Regions from separate parts of the Mus musculus genome. Here all the other regions are linked to region 1. The links are chromatin contacts, called in public HiChIP or PLAC-seq and promoter capture Hi-C maps. All regions are on one chromosome and are shown on one strand. Each heading gives the region's core, a stretch centred on a gene start, on an enhancer-like site or on the middle of the called end of the contact. The rest is flanking DNA. Distances are from core to core; before and after follow the strand shown. Region 1 holds the start of Crtc3 (CREB regulated transcription coactivator 3). Region 2 holds the start of Mesp1 (mesoderm posterior 1). Region 3 holds the start of Mesp2 (mesoderm posterior 2). Region 4 holds the start of 5430400D12Rik (a long non-coding RNA gene). Region 5 holds the start of Zfp710 (zinc finger protein 710). Region 6 holds the start of Rps17 (ribosomal protein S17). Region 7 holds the start of Idh2 (isocitrate dehydrogenase 2 (NADP+), mitochondrial).

Region 1 (4,229 bases), core at 1,067-3,566:
TGCTCTCAGCCCTCCAAACAGGCATCTCAGCAACCCCTTTATTACCCGAACTAGCCAGAAAGTCCTACTTTATTTGGTTTTGTTTGTTTGTTTGTTAAGGTGGTGGGGAAGGAGGGCTGACTCACTCTGTAGACCAGGCTGGCCTCCAACTCACAGAGACCCAACGGCAGCCTTTGCTTCCTAAGTACTGTTATTAAATGGTGTGTGCCACCATGCCCAGATTTTTCTTTTGTTTTCTTCTTTTTTTAAAGATTTATTTTGATTGCATTTAATCATGTGTCTATGTGCCTCTGTGTGGCATGCATACTTGGGTGCAGGTGCCTGTGGAAGCAAAGTTATCATAGTCCCTGGAGAGAGAGTGACAGGTGGCTGTGAATGCCCAATTTGGGTGTTGGGTACCAACCTCAGGTTCTCTGAAAGAGTAACACATTTGCTTTTTTTTTTTTTTTTTTTTTTTGAGACAGAGTGGCCCAGAATGACCCTTAACTTGCAGTCTTCCTGCCTCCACCCTCCAGGTAGTGAGATCTCAGATGTATGACACCATGTCCAGCCTGGCTCATCTGTGTGAAAATGAACTCAGTATGGCATAAAAGCAGAAGGCAACACGTAAAGAAAAAGCATGGATGGACTGGAGGGATGGCTCAGTGGTTAGGAGTGCCTACTGCTCTTGCAAAGGGTCAAGGTTCAGTTCCCGGCACCCACATGGTACAGATGGTAGCTCACAAGCAACCGTCTGTAACTCCAGCTCCAGGGGACTAAGGCCACCTTCTGGCTACCAAGGATCCCTATACATAGATGCTGCACATAATTGCATGCAAGCATACACACATACATATAAAAATCAAGAAATATAAAATAAGAAAAAAAAGCATGGTGGGTAGGACAATACAACAGACACATAAGCCTAATTATAACAAAACAATCTAGGGACTAGTGAGCTCCCTAAGTCGGTAAATGTGCCTGCCACCAACCTGAGTTATTGGCGGATGTGAGTACACACACACACACACACACACACACACAAAATGAATAATGAATGAATGTAAAAAACCAACACATATAAAAACAGTTGCAGGAAATACAAAAGTTGCACATCATGTCTATAAATTCTTTTTGGTTTTGTTTTTGAGACAAGGTCATCATACAGTCTGGACTGGCTTTCTTCTCATTATGTAGCCAAGGAGGACCTTGAACTACTGATCCTGCTGCCTCTAACTCCTGACTGCTAGGATTACAGGCACTTGCCATAATGCCCAGCCTCATTTTTGTATAAATTTTAAACATAAAACTTCCTATCCCACATAGAGTAACTGGATTAATAAATCATACACAATAAAAGGAAGAACAGAATAATAAGTATATGTTAATTTTGAAAAAATGAACAGTAGTGTTAGACATCACTACCAACATAGTTACTTTTTATGGAGACAAAGAATGAGGTGGGGTTCTTTTTTTTTTTTTTTTAAATAAACTCCAAGCATATGAAGCAAAACGATTTTTAAAAAGTCTTATTGTGTATGTGTGTCTAGGTATGTGCTTGCTACAGCCTGAGTGTGGAGGCCAAAGGACAAGTCTCAGGAGTCAGTTATCTCCTTCCACATGAGTCATTTAGCTGGCCCCAAAATGCCTTTTAAATTTTATTTGCAGTGTTGGAATCAAACCCAAGGCCTAGGGCTTGTCACACAAGCGCTCTACAGCTGAACACCGTCCCCAGGCTCTGCAAAAATGTTTTGATGGTTTAATCATGAGGTGCGTGGGCGTTGTTGTTATTTTCCGTATTTCTCCTCATGTCGCTAATACGTCCTAATTCACAGAACACAGTCATGCTCAACACTCTCCAGGACATCTTGGTGTACAATTATGTTGGAAGCAGCTTCTGGGCTAAAAAGGGGGAAGCCTGACGAGGCCACTTGCTGTTTTACCAGCGAAGTTGAACGGATGGGAGAGATGGCTCAGTTAAGAGTACAAACAGCTCTTACAGAGGCAAAGACCCGTGTTTGGTTCCTAGATTAGTGTGATCTCCGTGGGTGCCTGCATGCACATATACATATGTACACATCCACACTGGGCAGTGGTACCCAGCGGCTCTCACACATTGGTGCAGCTTAACTTTACAGACGTGATATAGGTGTGAGAAGTCCCGAAGCAGGCTGGGGACCGTGGGCTCAGCCCTCGGTCGGCTCGCCGGAGGTCGAGCTCCCCGGCTGGGAGGCCGGGCTTCGGGGCCCGGAGGCCGGGCGGGCCGCGCCGAGGGCGGAGCCGCCGCGCGGGGGCGGACCTCGGCGCGCTCCCGGCCGCTCGCTGGCTCTGGGGCCGCGGCGGCTCCTCTGCCGGGTCGCGCCGGAGGACAGGTTTCGGGCGGCGGCTTGGGCGGCCTGCGGACAGACCGGGTGGGCCGAGCAGCGGAACCCCGCGCCTGCCGTGTGCCTAGCCCGCTAGCGCCGGGCGCGCGCCATGGCCGCCTCGCCCGGTTCGGGCAGCGCCAACCCGCGGAAGTTCAGTGAGAAGATCGCCCTGCACACGCAGCGGCAGGCCGAGGAGACGCGGGCCTTCGAGCAGCTCATGACCGACCTCACCCTGTCCCGGGTGAGCTCCGGGGCCGGCGCGAGCGGTGCGGGCGGGTCCGCGCGGCGGGGAAGAGGTCGCCGGGCCGAGGCGGCGGCGGCGGAGCCGGGCGGGGGCCGCGGGTGGGGAGTGGGGCCGGGGCGGCCGCGGCCTCGGCTCTGGCCGGCCTGGCGACACCGAATGCGGCTTGCTATCTCGGTGGACGGGCCTCGGTGCGTTGAGCTGGAAACGGCCGAGCCCGGGGAGGCGGGCAGCGGGGCCGGGCGGCCTAAGCGGGAGGATGACCCCGAGAGGAAATCGCACGCAGCTGCAGCTCAGAGGCCGGACCGAGGCACGCCTGGTTCGGGCGGTGCGGCTTCTCCGTGGACACCCACGGCCAGCGAGCCCTTGACTGTCGGCGTAGAAGGCCTCGGGGGCCGGAGGGTCGCACATCCTCCCCGAGGGGAAGACTTGGTGCACGCACAAGCGAATCGACGGCTGGCCCCTGAGTGGCAGGGGGCCTTGGTACCACGTTGAGATTCCGTGGCTTTCCCTCCTTCGCCTCTTGGAGGTGCTTTCCGTGGTCCGGTGCATTTGCTCAGCATCAGATATTTAGTGAGAACTGACAGGGTGCCTAGCGCAGATGGTGACTGCGGAGGGACCCAGAGGAATGAGTAAGAGCGAGTCGGAACAAACACCTGGGAGGCTAGACAACTGGAGCGGACGGCAGGGGATGGAGACGGCAGGAGTGTCTGTGTAGACTGCAGAGGGTCAACGTGAGTGGGCAGCCTTGAGGATTCTGAGTGCTGGCCTTGAAGGCACATTGTCAGATGGGGGAGGCTAGGAAGATGCTGGGGGTGGACAGCTGGAAGCAGACGTGTGAGCAGATTGCAAGCTGGTTGTTTCCCTGCTTCCCAAGGTGCAAGCGTATTCTATTTTGGCCACCATAGTGTTTGGGATTGAAAAACAAAAACAAGAAAACTAAAATCTGTTGCTAGGGTTTAAATTGGGAGTTTTTTCTTTTAACATAAATTTAACATAAACTAAACTAACATAAATGTATAGCATAAACTAAACGGACTTACTTTAAAATTAAGAGACTTGGAAACAATCTTGAGTGTTACTTCCCTCAAGTGGAGTGTGAACTCTTTCTTGCTATAATACACTTTACACGGCTCACTGTTACAGCCCCCTACACCGAGACCACTCATCAGTAAGGGCAAAGTGGACTGCTTTCTGAACTTCCATTCTCCATGCACTGAAGGAAGAAGAAGAAAAAAAGGAATATATGAGAGATAAGAGATAGATACAGGATACAGATAGATACAGCCTTCTGTATAGAAGGCTGAAAATTTCAAGGAAAAAAATGTCCTTATGCCCTGAGCAGTTATACTGCTTACAGGTTGGCATCTAAGGCCTTGACATTTTGTGACCTTGATTAGACTGAGCCTGACAAGCTTCGGATGTATTGAAGAGGTGTGGGTAAAAGCCATGGATTAGTGTAAGGCCTGTGTTGATGTTACAAGGCAGACTTTATGCACACATACATGTGCTCTATGTGTCTGTATAGCTAGAGTTGGTCCAGTCGCTCATGCGATTTTGAGGCCCCCTTTAAATCATCCTTTGTGCTGAGGTCATGAGTGATATACAGATTATTTTTAAATGTTTTTTTAAAGATTTATTTA
Region 2 (4,229 bases), core at 935-3,434, 900 kb after region 1:
CTCGGTAGCCCAGGACGTTGTGGCTCTCCTGCCTCAGCTCCTCAAACAGCTGATCCCAGATCTGTTCTGTCAGGCTCAAGGGTTTGTTTTTGAGATGTGCCTGAAACTCACTCTGCAGTTGAGAATATTTTTTCAATTTTCTGTGTGTACTAGGGCTTTGCCTCCATATATGTTTGTGCTCTGTATGCTTGTGTAGTACATAGAGGCCAGAAGAGTACAATCCCTAGAAATGTCGTTATAGACAGCTATGAGCCACCGTGTGGATGCTGGGAATCAGTCAAACCTGGGTCTCGAGGAAGAGCGGCCAGTACTTCCTTCGTTTGTTTGTTTGTTTTGTTATTGTTGTTTGTTTGTTTGTTTTCAAGACAGGGTTTCTCTGTATAGCCCTGGTTGTCCTGAAACTCACCTCTAGACTAGGCTGGCCTCAAACTCATAGATCTGCCTGCCTCTGCCTCCCCAGTGCTGGGATCAAAGGTGTGCTCCAACATACCTAGCTGAGTAGCCAGTGTTCTTAACTACTGAGCCATAACTCTAGGCCAGAGGTGATCTTGAACTTGAACTTCTGGTCCTCCTATCTTCATCTCTCCAGTGCTGGGGTTACAAGCCAGTGCTACACGTGGTTATGCAGTGTTGGAATAAGACCTAGGGCTTCCGGCAGGCTAGGCAAGCACTCTACCGACTGAACCACACCACCAGCCCTCTAATAGGTGAGACAGTCCAGTAGCATAGGATGGCTTCAAATTCACTTTGCAGCCAAGACTGGCCCAAACTCCTCTTGCCTTCATTTTCCAAATGTTGGAATTACAGGCATGTGCGTGTATGCCCAACTTCTGGAGACTTTATTAATAAGCATGTCACATATAAGTGGGGACAGGTTTGCTTTAATCTCTCAATTTGTATTTATTTCTCTTTATTTTTCCAACCTAGTCCCTTCATTCAGTACAACACTGAACAGGTATGGTAAGAGCAGGCATCCTCAACAGCCAGGCTCACAACTGCAGTAAGCTGAGGCAGCAGGATCAGGAGCTAAAGGCCAGCTGGGTTAGAGTAAGTTTGAGGCTAGCCTGGGCTACATGAGACCATGTTTCAAGATGTGGGAGGAAGAACACTGGAGAGACGGCTCAGCAGTTAAGAAGAGCACATGTTGCTCTTGAAGAACCCAAGGTTCTGTTCCCAGAAGCCACCTCAGGCAGCTTACAATTGCCTGCAAGGCCCGATCCTAAGGAACGTGACACCTCTGGCCTGTGTGGGGGCACCAGCACACACACACACACACACACACACACACACACACACACACACACATCTTTAAAAAATAAAAGGCAGCCTATGAACCTAACAGGTAGCATCCTATGAAATAGATTATAAAACTGCCATTGGGACAGATGAAGGTTTCTGCTTTTCAGGGTTTTTGGGTTTTGTTTTGTTTTGTTTTGTTTTTTCCAACACAGGATCTTATGTAGCCCATGTTAACCTGGGCCATATACAGCTAGGCCTGGCCTTGAACTCCTGACCCTCCTGCCTTCACCTCCCAAGTGTGCCACCAGCTCAAGGAGTTGAGTTTTGTCAAAGGACTTTTTACTCACTGTAGCTGACCAAAGCAGCAGAGCTCCAGTCATGGGAGGGCTGGGAAGGGGACCAAGCTCCCCATCTTGCCAAGACTAGAAGTGACTTGTAGTGTGGGGAGGCAGGCTCACCTCTCCCCCTGCCCGGACACCCCAGCAACCTCACAGGTCGGTCGGGATGGTTTCTTCAATGTGCCTCCCATAGCCTGGACATCAGGGAGGACTACAGGCCACATCCAAGCCTCTGGGAAGGACTGAACTAGAGTTCTCTCCGTGTCTAGAGGTCCCTAGTCCACAGTTGGCCAATGCAATCCCGAAGTCTCTTGTTATACAATTTGTAAATTAAAGTGATGGAAAAAAATGGCGTAGGGTCCCTAATAAATGAAGGTGTACCCTAAGCCTAGGAGCTAGACTTCAGTTCTCTGAGCATGGTTCTTTCAACTGGCAGTCCTGGCCATAGGTGCCTGACTTACTGAGGCCCCAAATATGGTCCAGGTGGAGCAGACTGGACTAAGGGGTCCTGCACCTCAGAGCCCCTGCTATGGTTCAAAGGGTTCAGGCCCTGCCCCCCTCCTGGCTCGAGCCGGCTTTGATATGCTGATGAATTCTGGAAGGGGCCCGCTTCACACCTAGGGCTCAGGATAAAGCTACAGCGGACCCAATGGTCAGGCCTCCGCTGCCATGGCCCAGCCCCTGTGCGAGCCGCGCTCCGAGTCCTGGATCCTGAGTCCCGCTGGTCGGCAGCCACCGATGCCTTCCGATGGGAACAGCGTCTGCTCCCCAGCCTGGTCCTCGGACCCGTGGGACGGTGCCCAGGCCAGCAGCCCTGCACCACCCTGCGCCCGCCCGGCCCGGCGTGCTGGGACCCCGGGTAGGCGCGGGACGCACGGTAGCCGCCTGGGTAGCGGACAGCGGCAGAGCGCCAGCGAGCGGGAGAAGCTACGTATGCGCACACTCGCCCGCGCGCTGCACGAGCTGCGCCGCTTCTTGCCGCCATCCGTGGCACCAACCGGCCAGAACCTGACCAAGATCGAGACGCTGCGCCTGGCCATCCGCTACATTGGCCACCTGTCGGCTGTGCTGGGACTCAGCGAGGACAACCTCCGGCGACAGCGGCACGCGGTGTCACCTCGAGGCTGCCCGCTGTGCCCCGACAGCGACCTGGCGCAGTCGCAGTCGCTCGGTCCCCGTTTAAGCCCGGCCGTCTGCAGCGGGGTGTCGTGGGGATCCCCGCCTGCCTACCCTAGACCCCGAGTCGCCGCAGAATCGTGGGACCCATCGTTCCTGTACGCAGAAACAGCATCCCAGGAAAGGCAGGAAATGGAGCCCAGTCCCTCATCTCCGGTTAGTAACCCCTTCCCCCACACTGTCGAGGTGGCGCCCCCTACTGTTGGTGCGCGACGCACAGCCCCACGTCGCGGACCAGCCTCTCTGCTGCACTCAGGATCTCCCTTGGGCGCATCCCCGTGTGCCCTGGGTGTCCGAACAGGGTGGGAGTTGGACAGGCAGGGATTAAGGACGCTTTGCTTGCTCGCTTAACCTTGAGCGTGGAGCGGATGAGCGCGGACCTGACCCTGGGGCAGGTGTTGATTGTGGCGCTGTTCACTCTTCCTGCAGCTCTTCAGCAGCGACATGCTGGCTCTTCTAGAAACCTGGACGCCGCCGCAGGAGTGGCCGCCTGCCTGAAGAGTGGAGGGGACAATGCAACGGATGATTGTCACCCTGTCTGAGCACAGACACTTTTCCTTTGGTCTTGGCACCTTCGGAGGGAGTAGATCCTGGAAGAGGCGGCAGTGATACCAACATGGGCATCCCGGGGTGGGAGCTGGCCCTCATCCAGACTGTACCATTCCAACCCTCCTTGGAAGGAGGCGCCCAATAGGGTACACGCTCTAAAGATGAAGCAGGCACAAGCTTTGCCTGGTGTGTATTTATTTATTTGTGAATAAACCGATTGTGCTAGTGTCATTTGGAGGGTTTATTTTTCTTTCTTCCTTATTTGGGGGTGTGTGGGAGGGGGAACCTCACACTGTACGGCCCAGGCTGGCCCAAACTCATGGTGGCACGAGCCCCCATTGCCCCATGCTCCCATACCCTGCTGGAAGTTCTGCTATGTGTCAGGGAAAGCTGACATGGGATTGTGGAGGAGGAGTCTTGTAATCTCCAGCCTGGAAACACAAAGGCCTTCTACCCTCCTTCCTGGTCAACATCTATGCTGCATGGGTCAGTCTGAAAGGGTGGGGTAGGGTGAAACGGAGTGGGGAGCTTCCTGAGAGAAGGTGACAGGAAGTAGTTCCTCTTTTTTAAATGTAGGGAGGGACTGGATAAAACCAGAAAACACAACTCCTTTAGTGTTTTTGTACCTTGGTTACCTTTGCATATATTTCACAGACACATAAAGGACAAGACTCTGAGCCATGTAAGGCTTGGGCATTGCCATGCTCAGCGGTGGGAGGGAGCAGAACGGCGTGTCTGCTCTTCTGGGCAGCTGAGCCACATCTGGGACACCGTCCCCACACCAGGGCACCATCTCCCTGGCTAGAGCTTCCCATCTTCATGTGGCTTGGAGGCCTGGCTAGGATTCGATGAGGGACCTGTTGATCGCTAACCTGTGCTGCTATAGTTCAGGTCAGGAATGTGCAGCCGAGAAGAGAGGCTCCTGGA
Region 3 (4,229 bases), core at 465-2,964, 880 kb after region 1:
TGTAGCTGGTGCTGCCTGCATAGCCTCAGGGGAACTCATACAGTGGACCATAGAAATCAAGAATCCTGGTTCTGGGGACCCACTGCCAACCTTCAAATCCTAGCTCTGCTATGAGAAGTTTCTTCATGTCAGTTTTCCCACCTGTAAAATGGGGTGCTGTATTAGCATCATAACGCATCATAGAGCTGTATAATCGGATACAGGGAAAGTACAAAGCAACCAGAGAGTGCTTGGTAAAACCCAGTCATCACTATAATCTTTTATGGGCCACAAGTCATTTATGGATGAACGCATCTCAAAGAAAACACTCAGGTCACCACTTCCAGAAGGATCTATTTAGGAGGTGCTGCCAATACCCCTGGGCCTCACTCATGTACTGAACTTAGAATTTCCAGCTAGTGAAGGCCCTCGCCTTCCACCCTGGCCTCTGTGTAAATCCGAGGGCCATCCTCTCTTCACCAAGCTGTGGTGACTGTTGCACAGCAAAGGTGGCAATTATGGCAGTGGCTATAACTTCCCGGGGCCTCATCTCTTCTCCTACAGGTGTAAATAAGGCTATTTCCATCTATCCCTTCATTGGATAACCTGGGACCTGATGAGTAGGAGACCCTGTACAAACGAGAGACCGTCCACTTTAGTTCCAAATGAAGCCATGAAAATGGCAGGGGTCCTAGGACCTACCTGATACACTTTAGTCAGCTCTGCAGGTTCAGTGGATTGTGTCCAGTGTCCAGTCTTGTTCCTAGGCTCTGGGGACATCTGCATGCCAGGACATGCTTGAGGTGGTGCCCAGGGAGAGGAGTCAGCGGCTCTTTCTAGGGACTGGTGTAAGGGTGACTGTATTTGGGGACAATAAGGAGGTGTCACCCAGGGATCCACGTTGGAGATCCTGTTCCCAAGGTTTTCAGGTGAGATCAGAGGTCCAGGACAAGCAGGCGGGCACCCCCAGGACACCCCACTACTCATGGCTGATCCCAGGCTAGGACCAAGCATCTGAGCCTGTGAGGGGCTGCCACCGTCGGGGCATTGAGGGCATCGGTGAGAGAACGCCGCGTCCGCACTCCGTCGGCGCCTGCGCCGCAGACTGTCCTCGCTGAGGCCCAGCAGGGCTGACAGGTGGCCGATGTAGCGGATGGCCAGGCGCAGCGTCTCGATCTTGGTCAGGCTCTGGCCTGCAGGTGCCACCGACGGCGGCAGGAAGCGGCGCAGTTCTTGCAGCGCGCGGGCGAGTGTGCGCATGCGCAGCTTCTCGCGCTCGCTGGCGCTCTGCCGCTGTCCGCCTGCGGGCGCTGGGCGCGTTCGTCGGGGCGCCGTCGCCTGGGTAGTGCGCGTGCTACGGGCCGGGCCGGCGGGCTGCGAGGGCCGACGGGTGGCGTAGCAAGGGCAGGAACCGGACGAATCTGAGGACGAGGCCGGAGACGTGGAGTCCGATTGCTGAGCCCAGCCCCAGCCCTGGGAGAAGACCCAGTGGTCGAGACCCTGGAGGCTCTGAGGAGGAGGCGACTGGGCCATGGCTGGTGTGACTCTGGGAAGCTGGACCGGTCACCTCCAGGTCCTAGCTTTTATCTGGACTAAAGGTGTGAGGTGGTCCCCTGCCAGGTTGCAGAGAGGTGTCAAAACCCACAGAGCCCAGGGAAGGTCTGGGCAGGGGGGCCCTGGGAAAGCGGGCCCATTTGCAGAGGTGTGGATTCTGACCCCTCGAAGGCTCTAATGGAGGCCCCTGCTGCCGGGAAGTGTGGGAGAGACAATTCGCATCTGGATGGAGTTGCTAAGCTTCTCACCGAGCCCCCACCTTCACTCCGCCCTGCTACTGCAGGGTGAATACACCCGAACCCACCACCACGGTAGATGGCTGCTGGGTACCTGGATGTCTATCCCGTGCCTCTGGTTCACTTACAGAGTGGCCACCCTTCATCATTAGCCTTTAATGGGCTATGCCTGTGCTGGTTCCGACCAGCACAGTGGGGCTTCCTCAGGTTCCCCCATTAGCCAATTTGCTGTATACACTTAGAAACTCTCACTGACCACAGTATCTGTACCCACTAAAAATGGAACCCAGCAGCCTGGAGGGTTCCAGGCTGGGAAGTGGAAATGGAAGGAGGTGGATGCCAAAGCCAACTTGAAGCTTTGTGTCACCTTGAAGCCACCTAATTTCTTTGAGCTCATCTCAGTAGGAATTGCTGCACAGAATGACTTCCAGCCCTCCCTGGATTAATCCTGAAATTGCTTGCTATGGGCTTTCATTGTGCCTACACTTTATAAAGAAGGGACTGATACAGGTGTGGTCCATATACCCGTAATTTAGCACTTGGGAGACTGAGGCAGGAGAATTGGAGGGAGGTGAGGTCAACCTGTACCCATCAAGAACTTGTTCCAGAAAAGAAAATCAATCAAACAAATAAACCCAGTACTGCCACCGGTGACCACTCATGGCTATAGTCCAAGCCCTTGGGAGGTAGAGGCCAGAGGATGAGGAGTTCAAGTCCATAGAAAGTTTGAGGCCAGCCTGGGCTACATGAAACCCTGTCTCAAAAAACTAAAACAAATCAAACCCAGGCACTAACATTTCAAAGTGTTTATGGGCACACATTTGCTTATTATATGCAGGGCCCTTAACCTGCCTGAGCTTGTCCTGATTAGCAAAACAGCTAAGTATGGCATCTGCTCCCAGAACTTCTGTGAGAAACAGCTGAGGTAATAAAAGCCAAGGACAGGCTCTCCTGAGCATCAACTGCAACTGAAACAAGGCACCCATACCCTGCATCATCTCCAGGACAGAAAGCTAAGGGTTAAATGAGCTTTTGGCGCAGTCAGGCCTTAGCCACCGAGGCTGAGCAGGTCCAGCTGGGTCTTGAACCAAGAGCATTGTTTCATTAGGGAGAGGGGACACAGAGAACATTTCCAGAAGGGAAAGGCCTGGAGGTGGGAGGGCCAGGCACGTCTGGAACCAGGCTGAGTTGGTTTTACTCTCAAGGCCACGGGGAGCCTCTTTGACTTTTGAGCAGAAGGGTAAAGTAATCTAAAATATCAGTCAAGGTGAGTGTGACAAGAATACTTTAGAGGACTGGAGAGATGGCTCAGTGGTTAAGAGCACTTGTTGCTCTTGCAAAGGACCTGGGTTCAAGTCCCAGCATCCACATGTTGGCTCACAACCATCAGTAACCTCAATTCTAGTGGATCCAACAGGCACATGTGGTGTACGTACATGCATGAGAGCATTTATTATTTATAAATAAATAAATAAATAAATAAAATTTTAAAAAGTTTTCAAGAAACCTCCCAGCACTAGGAAGTCAGAGGTAGGCAAATCTGTGAGCTCGAAGCCAGCCTGGTCTACAGAGCAAGTTTCAGGACAGCTTGGGCTACACAGAGAAACACTGTTTTCTAAAACAAACAAACAAACAAACAAACAAAAAAGTAGTTTTCAAGAATGGACTTCACTGGCACAGCCTGGAGTAAACAGTGCTTTGTAAATGTTATCACTTAAAAAATTAACTTAATTACATAACCAAATAAACATTTCACTGTGAGAGATGGAAACCTGACAGGTCTGTGACTAAAGGCCCTGTGACTCTTCAGAGTGACCGCCCTGGGTGGTTGCCCTTGGTCCAGCTCAGCCGCTGTAGCCATGTGAACTCATGAACTCAGGTCTCTTTGGGAAGTGCACCGTACTTACTAGGCTTTGGGTCAATCCCCGGGAACTCCTATGCCCCAGCTCAGCAGTGCCAAGGGCAGGAGAGCCCTTGGGCAGTGACGGGCCATGAGGGCTCTACTCTCAAAGAGGCAAGCTGTCACATGTGCTCACTCGGCCTTGGCATGTGCTGGCTTCTGCCATGGGTGAGTCTGGATGTCGGCATTGTGCTTTGGAGTGTCCCAGCCCCCAGAGCTGCAAGACATTAATTTCTTCTCTTTTTTGAGGCAAGGTCTCTCTGTTATGTTCTGGAATGTTCCAGGCGTCCTGGAACTTTCTGTGTAGACCTAAAGGTGTGTATCACCACGTTCAGCCTTTTCTTTCTTGTTTTTTCTTTTTCTTTTTGTGAACTAGACCTCTCACTCTGTGTTTGAATTGAATTTCCACATGAGTTCTATTTTCTCCATTTACATCTCTTGATTTAGCTCATTGCTTCATTTGCTGGGAGATTCCCTGCATTTTAATTCCCACCTCCTGGGGTTGAGAGGGAGCTCAAGGGTCGACCACTTGCCTAGCATGTGCCAGAACCTGGGTTTTA
Region 4 (4,229 bases), core at 798-3,297, 770 kb after region 1:
AATTGGGGAAGAAGATTTTGAATAAATATTTGATAAAGTGAAAATTATTAAATATACTTTTATTTGCCCTTTCTTCTATTTATAGTGAAATTAAATGTTTTTCATTTCCTGTATCTACTTCTTTAAACAAAAAAGGTTTGGTTTTTGTTTTTTTTTTTGTTTTTTTTTTTGTTTAGATTTATTAGTGTGTGTGTATGGAGGTCAGAGGACAATAAGTTTGCCCTCTGATCATGTGGGTTCTGGGAATCCAGATCAGGTCATCAGGATTGGCAGCAAGCATCTTCACCTGCTGAGACAGCTCACTGGCCCCTGCGTCTTTTTCTTTTGTTACTCCCATTGAAGGATGGCTTCTAGCTTTTGCCTTTCTCCTGCCTCTGTCTCCTGAGTATCGCAGGTATGTGCTGGCATACCAGCTATAGTGCTGGAGACAGAATCCAGGGTTTTGTGTAAGCGCTCTGCCACCTGTGCTACATCTCGAGCTGTATCATTATCATACACATTTATTGCTATTAATGTTGTGTGTGAACATGAGTGCACACGTGCCACAGCAATGAGAGACAAATTTTGGAAGCCAGCTCTCTCCTCTCTTGGGTTCTGGGCATTGAATTCAGTTTGCCAGGCTTAAAGGGCAAGTGAGTTTGCCTGTGGAGCCATCTCCCAGGTCCTTACTCTGTTTTTTCCTTACCTCTTTAATCCACTGTGGCCCTAACATATATGAAAGTATGAAAAAACTAAGCTGCTTTTTCTTCAAAGTGTTAATCAGTTATCTCAATAGCACTTGTGGAATTCCTTCCTACAGCCAAACTATGATAGCCCCTACATCATATATTAAAATTATTTCATGCCAAGGGCTTGGAAAGACTACATCTCTTCCAAACGACTGGAGTTGCTCCCAGCATTCACTTCAGCTGCTTATAAACTCCAGCTCTAAGGTGGCCTCTTCTAGTCTCTGAGGGCACCTGAAGCAACATTTGGACATATACACATACAACATAATTAAAATTAAATCTTTAAAATTGTTTACCACAGACTATTGTGTTATAGTTCAATAATACTTCACCTTTTAATTATGATTTGAGGCTTGTGAGGTAAAGGCACTGCCAAGTCTGATGGCTTACATTAGATCTTTTACACAGCAAGAGAGAACTGACTCCCCAAATTGTCCTCTGATTTCCACACATGCACCGTTGCAGGCGCGTGGGTCCTCTCCAAAAAAATCCATATAAATGTAACTTTAAAACATACTTCAAATTATCCTGCTTGGTTTGATTGGTGGGCAAAGCTGGTTCCTTCTTGCTACTCTGTTTTAGAATTGTCTTTGACATTTCCGTCCAACATTTGAATCATTTTGTCCCACTTCAATGCAATAGTCATTTGAATTTTTATTTACTAAAATCCCAGGGATGTATGTGGTGGTGCAGGCTTTTAATCCCAGCATTTAGGGTCACAGAGGCAGGCGAATCTCTGAGTTCAAAGCCAGGCAGGGCGACACAGTGAGACTCCGTTTCAAAGAAAGATAACATATAAACAAACAAACGAATAACTAAATGAATAAATAAATGAGAAAAGGTGTTACCAGTTTGAGACCAACCGTTCCGTTTATGTGGGATTGGATGAGAGATCCCGTATGATGTCAACTTTCACCATCTAAAGGAGAGAATGACCGTTTGACTGGCAGACTTTTGCCTAATTCACTGCAACATAAAAGCCTAGCTTTTGCTAGTCCAAGGTTAGAAGAAGAAACACAAACACCTACTGGTCCCTCAAACTGGCGCGGCTGCTGGCAGGAATTGCCAGTCTCGATGCTTGCTGCCGACACGGTTGGCTCCAGGATGGAACCAGAATGAGGGGCTCAGTCCCAGCCAGGCTTGGATTCGTTCCCAGGCTGGCCAAGGCGACCGTGCTCCTGGGCTTCTACAGCCGTGCTCCCCAGGAAAGCGCGCCGACCTCTCAGGGTGCCAGAGCGGCAGGACACTTTAGTGCTCGGTGCCCAGGGGTACCGAGACTAAGTTTCCGGGAGCAGCTTTCAGCGGGACACCAACAGGAAGTGTTCGTGTTGTGCCGGAAGAAGGTGCGTTCTTGGAGCAGGTGGTACCGAGAGAAGCGGGACCGGCAAAGATGATTCAGGCGATTCTGGTTTTCAACAACCATGGAAAACCGCGGCTGGTCCGCTTCTACCAGCGTTTTGTGAGTGCAGCCCCACCAACCATGCCCCTGCGGAGCACCAGAGCCATCCCTTCCCCACGGCCCGCAGCCGCGCTCAGCAGCATCTCCTGCTCTGGCACCGTGCATGACCCACCCCCCTGCTCCTCCCTCATCCTTCCTGGATCTTGGCTTTTCTGTGTTTTGTGACACTTTCCCTTGGGTCTTAGGGACAGACTCAGTACACAGTGTGCCGCATTGAGATATTGGGTGACAGCCTCTGTCTTTAGTTTTTTGTTTCTGTATTTGTTTTGTTTTTTAAATTGATGAGCGTAGTTTTGTGATGATCTGGTCGTTGGGTTCTTTTACGTTTATTTTTTCTCAAGGGCATGGAGAGAAGTTCTTTCGTGGAATCACTTGCTTCAGCATTGGCTGGCACTTATCAGGGTTGGGATACTTTTTATCCTGTAAGGTTGCAGAAAGTCTCTTTTAAAATTAGGGGGAAATGAGCTATTTTTACAAGATGCCAGTTGTAGTGGTGCACACCTCAAAGCTCAGAACTCGGGAGATGGAGGCGAGAGGATCAGGACTTCAAAGTTATCCTCAGATACACAGCTAGTTCTAAGCCAGCTTGAGCTACACCAGACCGCATCTTAAGAAATCATATAATTAAACAAATAAACAAATGCCATCATGGAATGCCTCAGCAATGTTCGTGCACATTTGAATTTTCTGGAAACATTTCCTTTGGGGAAACGCAGATGCCGTTCTTTGCCTTCTGTACCCCAATATTTTATTCGTGGTTAGGTTTCAAAATATCCTCCTGAGAGACTGGTTCTGTCTGAGAGGGAATAAAATCAGAAGACTTTCAGGCTTCAGCCCCACCTTTTGTACACGTTAAGAAATGTCTTGCCGGGCGGTTCTGGCACACACCTTTAATCCCAGCACTTGGGAGGCAGAGGCAGGTGGATTTCTGAGTTCGAGGCTAGCCTGGTCTACACAGTGAGTTCCAGGACAGCCAGGGCTTTAGAGAGAAACCTTGTTTTGAAAAACAAACAAACAAACAGAAATGTCTCTGGGTCTTTTATTCCTTTTTTCATCATAAATGAAAAGTATTTGCTTTTTAAAATAGGATTTTCCAACTACGTTTTTAAATAGAACACTGAATACAACTTCAATTTTTTGTTGTTTATGTTTTTCAAGACAGGGTTTACAACTTCAATTTGCACGTGCATTTGTTTCTCCTAGTTTCTAAGTTTTTCACTGAGCTAAAAATCACTATACAGCTACTTAATGTATGCAGTTTAGTGGCATCTGTCACAATTTGAGAACATTTTTATCTCTATTAAAGAAACTTACTGTTAATAATCAACTACCCTGTTCACAATCAACTGCCCTGTCCCTAAGCAAGCAAAACCAAAACCCAACCAACCAACCAACCAACCACCAAAAGAGATCCTACCACAGCCTTCCACATCCTAGAGTTATAGGCATGCACCACTGTGCTCTGCTGGTCATCTGTGTTTCCCAGTAATTGCTCTGAACATTCATGTGTTGAGTTTTAGTATGGACATTTCTTTTTATTTCTCCTGACTTCATATGTAGTAGAATCATTAGGCCACATAATAACTAAGTGGGGAACTGGAAAAGTGTTTTCCTAGTTGTATATTGTTATCAGCAATGTATCAGTATTGCAATTTCTTCATGTCTCCTTCTGAACTAGGAAGGGAATTGAGAGCACCCCTCCTTCTAGGCAGTCCTCCACCACTGAGCTGCATAATCCTAGCCATGTTGTCTTTATTGAAGGCATTTTAGTGGATGAAAATCGATCGCCTTTTGAAATGGTTTTGATGTCTAGTTTCTATAGTGACTAAGGATGCTGAACCTGTCTTGCGCTTATTGGCCATTTGTATATCTCCATCTGATATAGATCATATAGATCATATATATGATCTGATATAGATCATATAGATCACAGAATTGTTTACGAACTGCTGGAGTGAGACTGCCTTGAGAATTGCAGTGTAGTAAAAAGACAGGACGGGTTGTTAAAGTAACCGGGGCATGTAAGCAGTGGGCAGTTTGCC
Region 5 (4,229 bases), core at 1,168-3,667, 660 kb after region 1:
TCAGCTCAGAACAGCTCGGAGAAGACAACCAAGGCACTCTAGATGACAGTCTGTCCCCACCCCAACTCACTGAAACTCTTGGCACACGGTCACTCGGGAAACCAGGCCAGATTGTCCATTCTCCCTACCCCACAGAAAGCAGCTCTACCCAGTGCCCTCTGGCAGCAGAGCCAGCTCTGCAAGGTGGCTAGAGCTGGAAGTTATCAATTCAAGGTTGTGCTCCAAGAACAGCAGGTGCCCGGCCCAGGGTTACTTGTGGGATGAGAGAGCAGACAAAAAAAAAAAAAAAAAAAAAAACACTAAGCCAAGGTCTCCAAGGTAAATGTGCTTTCAAACAAGTGAAAAGGTGATGGTCAAAATCAAAACCAGACAGGCCCATCAGCTTTGATGAGAATACACTTATATCTAAAGCCGGTAACGACCAGCTCCCCCATCTCAGGCCAGCTCCACGGATCTTTGAAGGTCCCTAGGAGGGCCTTCCGCCACCCCCCACCCCCGCTCCTGTTCCCATACACCAGTTCTTCTCTTCGGCAGAAATGAACTTTGCTTTTTTACTTACACACGTACAAAGGCAAGGCTGAGAGGGCAGCGTCAAAGCTGGCTGGATGACCCCCAACAGCACAAAGTCCTCCGCACACCTGTGGGGGAGTTTTGTGAGCTTCCGGGGTACCCACAGGGACTAGTTAAGTCTTCAGGTGGACAGTGGCGGAGAGTTTCCATTGTGAACGGAAAGAAAGGTGCTCAGAGTGCCCTTCGAAGATAGGGCACAGGGCCCGCAGGTCAAGTGTCCCCTCACTGGCAGACTGGCCGCTAAGACCGTGAAGGAACTCTGCAGTGTCCGGGTGAAAACACACCCAGACTACTGCTCGGCCTGGTCGGAACCATCACGCAGGGCGTAGAGATACATTAATGACCGTTTTGGATTAGTTAAAGCCCACACAAGCACCTCCCTGGCCTCTTAAATCTTCCCAAACTACAGTTTAGACTGGAGGGAAGCAGTTGCAGGGACCATAAAAGTCATCTTAAAAGGCAAGTTGAAAAAAAAAAAAAAAAAAGAAAGAAAACCAACAACCCGCTACGCACGAGTTAGCAAGTCCGCAGCTGGGGCGGAGGGGTGGGGGGTAGCACCGAGGCCGGCTCGGTGGGGTCTGAGAGTCGTGGAGGGAAGACCACCCGATTCGGGGGGCTCCTCCGTCTGACGCCGACGATCACGCCCCACAGCTCCGTCCAATTAGGAAAATGACCGCGAGGAGAGGGAGAGGGGGCGGCGAGGAAGGGAGGCCGAGCCACGGGAGGCTCGAGATCTGCCGTGGGGATCTGCCCACCGGTTCCCGGCCCGGGGGGTGCGCCTTCAACAGGTCGGAGACGGGGCCACCGAGGTGGGCCGGGGTCCCGCGCTGGTGACGCCCGCTGCCCTCGAGGGGCGCCCGGCACGCCAGCTGCGCGCTGAGCCCTAGCCACCCTGCCGGCCGGGCCGCGCGGCCACCCCACCCGCTCCCGGAGTAAAAAGTTTGTGGGCAGCCGCAGGGGCGGGGCGGCGAAGGGTGAAACTTTGAGTCCCGGGCCGGGTGCGGGGGGAGCATCCCCGAGCGCCGCGACACCCACGTGCGGGCCGGAGACCGCCGCCGCCGCCTCCCCGGCCTCCCACGCTACCGCCGCGCTTTCCTTTCATTTTGCTGCTTCTCTGCCTGTGCCTCTCTCTCTCTCTCTCTCTCTCTCTCTCTCTCTCTCTCTCTCTCTCTCTCTCTCTCTCTCTCTCTCTCTCTCTCTCTCTCTCTCTCTCTCTCTCTCTCTCTCTCTCTCTCTCTCTCTCTCTCTCTCTCTCTCTCTCTCTCTCTCTCTCTCTCTCTCTCTCTCTCTCCTCTCTCTCTCTCTCTGTCTCTCTCTCTCCTCTCTCCTTCCCTTCCCCCTCTCCTCCCTCCTCCTCCCCCCCTCCAGACGCCATCTCTCTCTCTTTCCCCTTCTCTCGCTCCAGCTCTCCGGCATGAGGGAATGTGGAAGTGAAAGGAAAAGACGACATGTTTGCCTGCGCGCCGCCGTCCCCGGGGAGAGGCGGGGGGCGGGTCGACCGCGGCCGCAGCGACCCACCCCCGCGCCCCCCAGCCACCCCGCCGCGGGCCGCCCGGGGGCTGGCGGGGCCGCGGGCTCGCGGGACACTCACCCTGGGTCCGGGCGCGGCTCCTCGCGCTGGGGGCCCTCGGCTGGCCGGGCCGGGCGGGCCGGGGGCTCCTGCTGCCCACCGCCCGGGTTGCAGCTGCGCGCCGCCTCCACGCGCGCCCGCCCTGCTCTGCCACCCTCCCTCCGGCTCCTCTCTTTCTCCCCCCCTCTCTCTCTCCCTCCTGCTCTCTCTCGCGCTCGCTCGCTCTCTCGCTCGCGCTCTCTCCCTCCCTGGAAGAAGGGAATGAGGCAGGGCTGACGTGAAGGGATGCTAAACAGCTCCTCCTAAGCCTGCTCGCAGAGGAAGAGAGACAGAAAAGCAGCCCTTTTATCTCTCTTTTGTTTTCTCACTTCCTTCCACCCCCCCAGCACCCCCCTCTCCTCGGCCCAAGTTTTCTTTTTCTCTTTCTACCGCAGAGAGGATTTTTCTTCTTTTCTTTCTTTCTCTCGCTGCAACTCTCCTACTCGAATTGCAAGCCTGGAGGCTTCTCTTTTTTTTCTTCCCCTTCCCTCTTTTCTTCCTCCTTCCTCCTTTATTTCTCTAAAAGGGTTTTGTTTGCTGTGGGAGTTTCGTTTGAAAATCGAGTCACGCCTTTTTCCTTCTTTTCTTTCGCCCTCTCCCTCTTTTTTTTCCCCTCCTCTCAGCAGAAAAGGGGAACAAAGATTAACAAGCGGGGGAGAAGGGAGCGTCAGAACCTCGCATGGAAATGGGGGGGCTGTCCCTGCCAGGCACAAAGGGGGCTCCAGAGAGCAGCCCCCAGGAAGTCTGGGGTGCCCTATCCCAAATAAGAGCTAATGGGGGTTGGGGTCGGGGGAGCCCGAGTGGCCAGTCCTTCCGAATACGGGTTAGGGCTCAACCTGCCCCCTCCCCAGTCAGGGGTGGAAGCTGGGGGTGCTCTTCACTTAATATATTTTTTAAGTGGGCAGATGGGACTTAGAGCAAACGTCGCCGCAGAGCCCTCAACAGTAAAGAGCCTTTAAACAGCTGTTCGCAGAGCCCTGGACGGTCAGACTCGAGGGAACGGCCCCGGCTGCTATCACCGGGACCCGGGTGCGAATGGGGTTCAGAGGAGTTCGGGGTCCCTCGCATCCTCCCCAAGCCCAGGGCCTAGGCTCGACCCCGGGGTGCACTGCTGGAGGGCGCCGAGGCGTGGTCGTTCGCTGAGGTCTGGGCCCTTGTGGCTCCCCGCGGGGCCCGGGGTTCGGCATAGCCTGGCCTCCTCCCAGCTCTGGGACAGGCCGGACACCCCGCCTCCAACCTCCCGGACACCCGCCACTCAAGAGCTGCGCCGCTCGACTCCGACGCATGGGCGGGTACGGAGCCCGCGGACAGAGCGGGGCAGTGTCGCCACCAAGGGTCAATTATTCATGGGGCGCCTGGGCGTGCTCCCAAGACCAGCTCTGTCTTCGGCTTCTCCAGAGGAGTGGAGACAACACGGGGGAAAAGTTCCCAGAGCAAAGTTGGCCACATTTCTTATTTTCCCAAGTAAGTATTGAGCACCTGCTGGATGCCTGGCCCTTGGACTGGGGCTGCAGCTGGGCGAGAAACGTGAGGTCTCGGCGGGCCCAGACAAAGCGAGGGAAGCTGTGGCTCCGGACCAGGTCACCGAGCTGAAGGGAAGCCTGGATCCTCTCCCCTCCCTGCGCTCTTCCTTCCCCTTCCCTCCTTCCTCCGGGCTGCATCTCCTTGGCTCCACCCCTTCTCATCAATTCCTCCCACACTTCCCTGCTCTCCCTGGCTTTTCACTGGAGGGTCCCTTCTCCCAGCGAGGAGCAGATGCAGAGCCCCATTGTCTCTCCCCCAATGACTGCAGCCTCCCAGGGATAGGACCAGCCACTCCTTCCCCTCCCCCCAGCCCAAAGGCCTGGGTCTTTAATGACAGGAGCCCCAAGGCCACTGCCCCTCGCCCCACCCTACACCAGCTCACGGAGCTGTGAGCAATGACTCCAGTCACTCAGAACATGATTTATTTCTGGCAAGGAGTGAGAAAACAGAAGCCAGAGAGTTTGGTTCAGCAAGAAGGACCCCGTGATTTCAGGCTCAGCACACTGGGTCTCTAGTGACCTCAGCA
Region 6 (4,229 bases), core at 1,156-3,655, 660 kb before region 1:
GCAAATCAAAGCATTTGTAACCAAGAGAAAAATTATTTTATTTAAAACTGGACCGGAGGAAAAGTCTGAGCAGCTGCTGTATATAGTTTTAAATGGTTTGTGGCACCTTATGTTGCACTTATGTTGGGGGAGGGTTGATAGAAGTTTTTAATCACAGTCACAGGACTTTTTCTTTTGTAACTGAGCTTAAAAATTAAAAAAAAAAAAAAAAGGGCTGCTTTTTGGTGGGGGCAGGTGAAGGCTCACAGGAGCCCTTTCTCTTAGAGGGGCAAATACCCTTCCTTACAACTTTTATTTGACGAATGTATGAATCAACAGTTACAGTTGACAAAGACGCTACTGGAATTGAAAACTTGACTTTTCTTTTTAATTTAACGATTACTTGCCTCTCTTAGGGAAGCTGTGTGCCAAAGAGCCAGTGTCATAACCCCTCCCTCCTGCTGAGCTGATGTTGCATTGTTGCATATCCCAGCTACTCTGTGGGTTTTGTGAAGCTGTGTGTGAAGTCTCTACCTCATTGTTGTATATGCAGGCAAGACTGCACTCTCCTACAGATGTGTGGAGTAAGCTGTGGTGTAATTTTTTTGGCACATAATAAACACGTTGCAGCAGAGTTGTAGTTTTGTCTCTGTATCTGGGTGTGTGTGTGGTGGGGTGTGGTAGCAAGCAGGGAAGATTCCAGAGACCAGTCCTCTTTTCATGGATTTTCACTAATGGGATACCAGCCCAGAGGGATGGGAGGTACATGCGGAGACCTGCTCCTATATGGGACTTGTTACATCCTGGTCAGCCACTCTGGAGTGTCTAGTACCTGGGTGATTACAATCAGAATAGGAGGCCTGCCTGTACATTTTACTTCTTGGCCCCTCAAGGCCTCCTCCACATGGAGCCCTAGGAATGCTAGAGGCACAACTCCCAAGATGTCAGGAGCCATTTGCTGGCTGCTTTCCTGTGAGCCCTGACGTGTTCCTCCTTCCTCTTGGACACACTTGTGCTGATGTAATTCCTTTCTGAGTGGTTACTATTTTGCTTTTTTGATTCAGGGTCTTTCTTTGTGGCCTTGTCCTGGAACTCCTTATGTAAGCCAGCCTGGCCTCAAGCTCAGGAATTCTGCCTACCATTCATCCCACGTGCTGGGATTAAGGTATGCACCAGGACACGCTGCAGTGCTTTGTTTCTTCACAGCCCTTACACTAGCTTTTCTAACAGGCTCCATGGCTTCATGACAGGTCTGATGATTTTTCAAGTGGAGACGGCAGCATGCTGAACTGGTCCTTTGGGAAACTCTAGTCTGAGGGAGAGGGACTCCTAGGTACTTAAATCCTTGTAAGGTGCAAAAACTCACTACTCCTCAGAATCCAAGAGTTCTCTTCCTGCAAGACTGTAAGGTCTAGTCTTGCATCTGGAGCCTGGCCTCCACTTCATTGGGAATTCACTGGTAATGTACGATGCAACCCCCAGGGATTACAGACCCTTTGGTCTCTTCAGTATTCTTCCGGGTCCATGGTCAAGGACATCTTTTTTCCTCCCGCCATGAGCTACTTTTAGAGTAAGGACTTTCAGCTCTTCACCTAACCAGAGTGACGTAGATGAGTTGAAGGATGAAGCACAGCCTTGGCCCCTTGATACATGCCCTGTGGCCAGCACGGTCTCCTTAGGTTTGAGCGCAGGACCCTGTCCCAGGAAAGAGCTGGAGGAAAGGCCCTCTCTGGACAGATGAAGCCACTGGGTCGTAGCGTAAGAGCCTGCTTTGGGCTTGGTTATGGCAGAACAACCGGAAGAAGCTGAAGGTTGGAGATAGTGTCCCTACTAATCGGGAACAGTCTAGTTAACTGAGATCCTAATTTGTTGGTAAAAGTGTTTGAGACCTCTCTGTGAGCCAGCCACTGATTTAAGCACTCGAGGTTAGCCCTTCCTGTTTAGCTCAAACCTAGCTGAGAAAAGTAATTGTGCTCAGACATTTAAGAGCAGCTCGAATGGAATACTGTGCTGGGATGAGAAGAAAAGCCACTCTAGGTGATGTTTGCTGTGACACCAGGAAATGAGAGGAACCTCACCAATTAGGCTAGACCCTACTAATCTCTGACTAGAGGCGCGGGTAGGGTGGAAATCGGGGATGACCCTGTTTACTACTATGCCTTTCATAGCTCGGGCCTCCTTTAGGCTCCATCTCAGGACCTCAAAGTAACTCCTAGATTAAAACACACCGGACGCCCAAGAGAAGCACGGAACTATTTGGAGTGGAAACCAAGACGGCCGAGCTGCCGGCGTGCGCACGCGCAGACTTTCGCCCCGCCCACAGCCAGGCAGCCTCACTCCACTCCGCTAGGGGCCGCTGTGGGACTCTCGCGAGCCAGGCGGAAGCGGCTTTCTGGCCGCGCTTTATAGGCCTCTCTTGTGTTTCCTGTTTCCTCTTTTACCGAGACCCGCCAACATGGTAGGTGTTTGGCTCCCAGGGCTCTGTCCTTTTCAATCCTCGCCCATCCTCCGCTCGTCGCGGCCTCAAGTCCGCAGCGAGGGGCCGGCGCCGTCACCGGCGGCCTGGCGCGCTTCCGCATGAAGTCGTGCGCGCCGCGGCCCCTCCGCGGGAGGCGCGGGCTCCCCGGTGACTTTGCCCTCTCCACCCTCAGGGCCGCGTTCGCACCAAGACCGTGAAGAAGGCTGCCCGGGTCATCATCGAGAAGTACTACACGCGTCTGGGTAATGACTTCCACACCAACAAGCGCGTGTGCGAGGAGATCGCCATTATCCCCAGCAAGAAGCTTCGGAACAAGATAGCCGGGTGAGTGGGGGCCGCGGCCGCCGGAGAGCCTGCCCGGGCCGGTGCCTCCGCTCCCCCCAGACGGCCCGCCGAAGGGCTGGAGGTGTGCCTTGGCCACAGTGGGGTTTTGCCGACGTGGTCTTAGTTCGGGCTCCTTACGGTAGCTGAAGGCAGAGCTCCGGCCTCAAAACCTTACTGCTGTGGTCTCTGCTTCCCGCATTTTACCACTATGGCCGTGTTGTGCAAAAAAATAGCAGTGTTGTGTCCGTACGACGGATAAGACCAGTCGGGGTACATGACATTCGGAGGAGGGCTGGTGACGGCGAGTGAGGATGTAAGGAGTGGACATCTGAACAGTGCTGTGTGTGTGTCTGTGTGTCTTTCCGATGGTGAGACCGACCTTGATGTAGAGACAAAGTCGGTTCTGGTGGGAGGTGGTCACTGTTTCGCATTGCTTGTAGCTATGTCACGCATCTGATGAAGCGGATTCAGAGAGGGCCTGTGAGAGGCATCTCTATCAAGTTGCAGGAAGAAGAGAGAGAGAGGAGAGATAACTACGTTCCTGAGGTAAGATTTGTGGGTCTTCCTCTGCACCTCTTCCTGGGGGCTCACCTGAGGTGGGAACGCAGCTGGATGTCAGTGAAGTCTTAATCTATTTCCTCAAAATGATGAGAGATCCACCCACCTCGGCCTTCTGAGTGCTGGGATTAAAGGCGTGGGCCAACACACCCAGCCGAGGGTGCCTGTAATCAGCCGACCTTGAGCTTCTCTGCGAGGTCTAAATTCATTTTCACATGGGAGCCCAGTGAGAGTGCCTCCCGACGTGGTTAGCTTGACATCCAAGTGTGAACCCTGCTTTCTGAATGCACACTAGATGGTTCTGACACAAGAATAAAGTGGGCTGTGGTGGTGCACAGCTTTAGTTTCAGCATTTGGGAGGCAGATGTCTGAGCTCGAAGCCAGCCTGGTCCACATGGTGCTTTCCAGGACAGCTAAGGTTATGTGTTGCGTTGGGAGCAGAGGAGGTGAAAGATAACCCACGCATTCATAATTTGAACTTGATTCTTTCCCTCTCAGGTCTCAGCCCTAGATCAGGAGATCATTGAGGTGGATCCCGACACCAAGGAGATGCTGAAGCTCCTGGTGAGTGTTGCCTGAATCCTTGAATACATCTGGTTTCTAAATGGCTGGAGCTGCTTGTTCTGTGATGATTCGGGGGTGTGTTTTCCTTGTTTGGGGCTGGCTCCTAAATTGTGGCCTGCCCCGCCCCCTTCAGCTCTGGCTGTTACCTGCTTTCCTCCCTGGTTATTTCTACAGTAGTCGGGCTAGTCACAGTTGAGCCATCTTACGGGTGGCTTATCTCAGCGGACTGAGACTTGGCTCTTTTGCATAAGTATGAGAAGGTGGGATAGGCGCCTGAGACCAGCATGCTGTTAGTGATTGTGAGCAGATACTCTCCCCATGTGCC
Region 7 (4,229 bases), core at 877-3,376, 570 kb after region 1:
GCTTTGAGACTACCAATCATATATGCATGTGGTACACAGACACACATGCAGGCAAAACAACTATACACATAAATTAATAATTTTTAGAAATTACCATGGCCAGGAGTGCCCAACAAGAAAAACAGAGTCCCTAGTTTCTCTCTTCTCCCCTTAAGCAAATATTGGGGTGTCAGCCAGATAATTTGGTTTGAACTACATCCTGGCCATATGACTTGAAATGGTGTCCTTTCCACTCTGAGCTCTGCTAAACCCAGCTGCCTCACAGATCACTAGGAGTGATCTAGTCACTCCTAGGAGCAGGCAACAAGCTGGGCAGTTTAAAAAGTGACCTTGCCAGCTGCACAGTGGTGGCCCTTGCCTTTAATCTCAGCACTGGGGAGGCAGAATTAGATAGATCTCTGAGTTTGAGGCCAGCCTGATCTATATACCAAGTTCCAGGATAACCAGGATTCTACAGAGAAGAAACCCTGTCTCAGAGCGACAAGAAGCAGAAGAGGAAGAAAAGGAAGAAGAAAGTGACCTTGTCTCAACTGGTTCTAACTGATGCTGCACTTAGAAGGTTTGCCTGGGATGGTTCTAGAAACATGAAGACTTCTGCCTTGGTCCGCCCGCAGACACTGAGGCTGGGTAGTGACTTGGCAGAACTCTGAGACGGAGTCTGCTATGTAGAAGCCCCTTGTGCTTCAGCAGCAATCACAGAGGCAGTGCAGGTAGCTGACCTTCATCCATACTCTAACTGGTCTAGAAAGATGCATAGGAAGTCTGTTCTCCGACCTTGCACGTGTGGATCCTGGAGTCCAGGGGTCTGGTATTTCCAGGATGGCATGAAAGCCCAAGTCAACAACCTCTGTGGTCTTTACCGGTGTTTACACAAGAGAACTGGGAATCTCGTAGAAGGGCTCTCAGACTGTTCTGGAACATGCTGCCCCAGGCCAGACTTTCCTATTCCTTTCCTCAGTCCCTGGAGGGACCCAGATGTCTCTCCTTTGCATATACTCTCTGTACTGGATCCCAGAACCAAATCTGTGACTCGGATGGATTGAGACTCCAGGAGGGAAGCTTTGATGTTGGCAGTTCAAGGCCACTTTCCTGGCATAGCTCCACCTGACAACACTGTGAAGCTGGGTTGGGAAGCTGGGAGCACAGGGCAGAAAGGTTGCTCTCATCTGGAGTGAGTTGGTGTGACTGGGAGAGCTGGGGTGGATTTGTGATATTTGATACACAAAACCCAGACTTCAGTGACCCCTACTTCAAGAAAATGAACAGTGATGGATTTAGCTTGTATGTTTCTGTTTGTTTCCCCACGCAAACAGGTAAACTAGGAGCTGTTGGGCTGGGTTGTGGATGGACCTTTGCCTAGGATATAGGAGACATGGGCTTTCCTTCAGGGCTACATAACTACTAGCATAGAATATAATTAACTTGGGCAGTGGTTGTACTATTGAAGGATGAACATACCTCAAACCTTTACACACAAATGTCACAGAAGTCTCCTGGCAGGCACTCTTATGTCCAGAAGAGACAGAGTCGGCCATGATGAAGGACTTTGGGGCTAGGAGTTTGGCCTAGTCAGGAGCAGAAGGAGGATTTCCAGCCGCCCCCCCCCCCGCCCCGCCCCGCAGCGTCTCATATAGCCCAGGCTGGTCTAGAACTTGGTATGTAGCCTAACTTCTCATCCTCTTGCCTCCACCGTACTTGGCATTTCAACTCTCGATCCTGGTTAGTCCACCCAACTGGACGCTACCTGGGGGAGACCCAAGTTGCCATGGTCTAGGTTCAAGACGGCAAAGCTTGTCATTGTCTTGATGAAAGCGCCTCAGGTCCGTCGGTCAGCTAAACGCAAAGGACGCAGGGGACTAAGGCGACGTGTCTGCAGCTGACATTCTAACGGAAGCGGGGAGTCTTGCAGCCGTGAGCCCCCGCGGCCCGATGGGTCTCCCCGGTACCTGATGCTTTGAGGATATATGGAGGCTCCCAGAAAGCGCGGGCTCAGCACTGGGGCCGCCTGAGCTCTGGAACAGGCCCAAGGGTGTCGAGCAGGCTCCTGCCCTGGCGTGGACCCGCCTTCTCCCGGGTGAGACCCAATGGGGCGGCAGGTTCTGCAGCTCCGCCCCGGTTGGGTCCCAGCCACCAGGGCCAGCCTAGAGTCCCCACCGCACAGCCCGGTGCAGCGGCGTGCTCGGACCTCGCGTGCTCGGGATGGCCGGCTACCTGCGGGCTGTGAGCTCGCTCTGCAGAGCCTCGGGCTCAGCGCGGACCTGGGCACCGGCAGCACTGACTGTCCCCAGCTGGCCGGAGCAGCCGCGGCGCCACTGTGAGTGTCGCACCGGGGGGCGGGCTCGCGTGCAGCGCTGCGACGTGGCGACGTCCCGGGAGGGGGACCCTGGAGTGCCACTCGCGACACGCCGGCGGTCGGGGAACAGCGGCGTGCGGGTTACAAAGGGCCGGGAGGTGGCCTTACACCGAGCTCCCGCGCCCCGCGCGCCTGGGCCGCTGCAGGCGCAGGGGTGGGGACCCAGGGGATAGTGGCAGCTGGTGGCCTGGGGCGGGATTGCTGGGTCCTATCAGGGCTGGGGTTCTCCAGGTATTCCGGGGGAGCATTTCCAGAGGTACCTGGACCCAGGGTGGGGTATCATGACTGCCTTGGGCCTTTGGAGGGGACAAGCGACCAAGAGGGGCTGGAGCGGCCTGCTGCAGCCCTAGGCAGAGGAGGGTCACCTCGCGCTCCCGGCTCAGACAAAGGCGAGGAGGAGAGGCCTCCACTTCCCCTTCTCTCCAATCCCTGCGTACTCTGGTCCCTCCTCTCCAACAGGCCCACGTCAGCTATTTTTGGAACCTTTACTCGACAGCTGGAGGAATGTCCTTCCATTTTTCCCGCTTTTGTTTCTCTGCCACTCCCCCACCCTTCGCTGCGCAGGACGCTCAGTCTGGGCCCTCTCCTGGCCCCTTGCTGGGCCAACCACGAGCTGCTGCATGTGAGTGGGTCCTGCCTGGCATACAAGCTGTGGAGACCTGGCACTGCACGCATATTGTCATTTTTCTGCAGTCAGTCGTTCCCATGAGATCTCTGCGTTGCCTTCAGCTTACTTCTTAGACGTGAAGGCGCAACTCCGGACAAAATAATCAGGGTTTTAGAGTCTCCATTACTAACAGATTGCCCAACCTGGCATGTGGGCATCTTTCATACCCTTGCTACTCAGCGCCTTGCTACAAAAGGCACGGAACAATGTAGAGCACTTGGTGGCCTCTTTTGATGCCTGTTGCCACGGAAATTCTATCCTGACCTGGCTCAAAACCCCTTGGGGTTAGCCAGAGGAATGAGGAAGAGGGGGTGGGTTTGGCTATGGGGTTTGTTCTGGCTAGAGTGGTAATCGTTAACTCACCGTGGGAGCAGCTGACCGAAGCTGGGGGCCAGGAGGAGGGAGAGGGCGGGGCCCTTGACACTCCCCTTTGCCAAGGAGAAAGGGACATACATGTTTTTGTGTTCTTGGGATCTGCCTCTAACCTCTGAAGCCCCATCAAGTGCCTCAGGCCTTCAAGACCCACATATGGCAGCTTTGCAGCAAAATATGGTAGAAGTTAAAGGCACTCAGTGGTTTTCCTCTTTTTCATCTTTTCTCTCTTTTGAGGAGTCTGGTAAAATGGTAATACCAAAACTAACTAACTAACTAACTAACTAACTAACTAACTAACTAACAAAACTACCTTAAGAAACTGCACTAACAAGAAAATAAGGCTACTTTGGGATCCTGAATTTGGATACTCATTTTGTTTATTTATTTTGGTTTTTTGAGGCCAGGGTCTCCATTTTGTCCTGGCTGTCCTGGAACTCGCTGTGCAGACCAGACTGGTCCAAGCTCCGAGATCCACTTGTTTCTGCCTCCCAAGTGCTCGGATTAAAGGCATGAGCCACACACCCCCACCCCTAATCTGGATACACATTTTAAAAAGCAGCCAGTGGAAGGTCCTTTCTGAAGGTCTCCAAGTGGGGAGGTGATTAAAACCAAACCAACCAACCAACCAACAACATCCAATGTCTTTGCTGTCCCTTGGTTCCCACTTGCAACTTCCAGCAGCCGCTTGCTGGCCCCTCTAGGACCTTGGGAAGAGATTCGGCCTCTCCAGAGGACAGAGCATTTACTTAGACTCCCTTTATTCTACTCCTGGTTAGAAACTTTGTCATTTCCTCACCTTAACTTTTTAGATAGATACTTAAAGACTCGTTTATT

The links. Promoter capture Hi-C pulls out the DNA fragments that hold promoters and counts their contacts. HiChIP or PLAC-seq counts read pairs in DNA pulled down with a chosen protein or histone mark. Capture Hi-C pulls out chosen DNA fragments and counts their contacts.
Region 2: a contact with region 1 is called in a promoter capture Hi-C map of pre-B cells, with 6 times the contacts expected there. The contact joins the promoter of Mesp1 here to the promoter of Crtc3 in region 1. A contact is called at or near these places in 3 of 39 promoter capture datasets (liver and pre-B cells) and 1 of 9 other capture datasets (adipose tissue).
Region 3: a promoter capture Hi-C map of adipose tissue shows a contact between it and region 1. The contact joins the promoter of Mesp2 here to the promoter of Crtc3 in region 1. A contact is called at or near these places in 3 of 39 promoter capture datasets (liver, neural stem cells and pre-B cells) and 2 of 9 other capture datasets (adipose tissue and embryonic stem cells).
Region 4: a contact with region 1 is called in an H3K4me3 HiChIP or PLAC-seq map of bone marrow-derived macrophages, with 3 times the contacts expected there. The contact joins the promoter of 5430400D12Rik here to the promoter of Crtc3 in region 1. A contact is called at or near these places in 3 of 115 datasets of contacts at active chromatin or transcription factors (bone marrow-derived macrophages, large pre-B cells and pro-B cells) and 1 of 9 other capture datasets (adipose tissue).
Region 5: a promoter capture Hi-C map of liver shows a contact between it and region 1, with 4 times the contacts expected there. The contact joins the promoter of Zfp710 here to the promoter of Crtc3 in region 1. A contact is called at or near these places in 2 of 39 promoter capture datasets (liver and neural stem cells), 1 of 484 Hi-C or Micro-C datasets (CD4 T cells), 2 of 115 datasets of contacts at active chromatin or transcription factors (large pre-B cells and pro-B cells) and 1 of 9 other capture datasets (liver).
Region 6: a promoter capture Hi-C map of liver shows a contact between it and region 1, with 2.6 times the contacts expected there. The contact joins the promoter of Rps17 here to the promoter of Crtc3 in region 1. A contact is called at or near these places in 6 of 39 promoter capture datasets (the C10 cell line, the SN4741 cell line, embryonic stem cells and 3 more), 2 of 115 datasets of contacts at active chromatin or transcription factors (extraembryonic endoderm stem cells and large pre-B cells) and 2 of 9 other capture datasets (adipose tissue and liver).
Region 7: a contact with region 1 is called in a promoter capture Hi-C map of neutrophils, with 7 times the contacts expected there. The contact joins the promoter of Idh2 here to the promoter of Crtc3 in region 1. A contact is called at or near these places in 7 of 39 promoter capture datasets (the C10 cell line, hematopoietic stem and progenitor cells, hippocampal neurons and 3 more), 3 of 115 datasets of contacts at active chromatin or transcription factors (acute myeloid leukemia, extraembryonic endoderm stem cells and large pre-B cells) and 2 of 9 other capture datasets (adipose tissue and liver).

The regions. Positions count from the first base shown.
Region 1 is chr7:80,686,964-80,691,192 of GRCm38.p6, reverse strand. Crtc3 (CREB regulated transcription coactivator 3) reads left to right here and starts at 2,316. Exons shown (of 15, transcript NM_173863.2): 1 at 2,316-2,586. The coding sequence starts at 2,455.
Region 2 is chr7:79,791,545-79,795,773 of GRCm38.p6, reverse strand. Mesp1 (mesoderm posterior 1) reads left to right here and starts at 2,184. Exons shown (of 2, transcript NM_008588.2): 1 at 2,184-2,909; 2 at 3,183-3,533. The coding sequence starts at 2,247. The coding sequence ends at 3,251.
Region 3 is chr7:79,808,212-79,812,440 of GRCm38.p6, reverse strand. It overlaps Mesp2 (mesoderm posterior 2), which reads right to left and starts at 1,714. Exons shown (of 2, transcript NM_008589.2): 1 at 682-1,714. The coding sequence starts at 1,512.
Region 4 is chr7:79,918,467-79,922,695 of GRCm38.p6, reverse strand. It overlaps 5430400D12Rik (a long non-coding RNA gene), which reads right to left and starts at 2,047. Exons shown (of 2, transcript XR_003946805.1): 1 at 1,757-2,047; 2 at 1-1,647. Ap3s2 (adaptor-related protein complex 3, sigma 2 subunit) reads left to right here and starts at 2,056. Exons shown (of 6, transcript NM_009682.3): 1 at 2,056-2,187. The coding sequence starts at 2,119.
Region 5 is chr7:80,024,416-80,028,644 of GRCm38.p6, reverse strand. Zfp710 (zinc finger protein 710) reads right to left here and starts at 2,417. Exons shown (of 5, transcript NM_175433.5): 1 at 2,162-2,417.
Region 6 is chr7:81,343,410-81,347,638 of GRCm38.p6, reverse strand. It overlaps Rps17 (ribosomal protein S17), which reads left to right and starts at 2,405. Exons shown (of 5, transcript NM_009092.3): 1 at 2,405-2,437; 2 at 2,631-2,782; 3 at 3,223-3,328; 4 at 3,839-3,904. The coding sequence starts at 2,435. It overlaps Cpeb1 (cytoplasmic polyadenylation element binding protein 1), which reads left to right. Exons shown (of 12, transcript NM_007755.5): 12 at 1-613.
Region 7 is chr7:80,113,247-80,117,475 of GRCm38.p6, reverse strand. Idh2 (isocitrate dehydrogenase 2 (NADP+), mitochondrial) reads left to right here and starts at 2,126. Exons shown (of 11, transcript NM_173011.2): 1 at 2,126-2,314. The coding sequence starts at 2,200.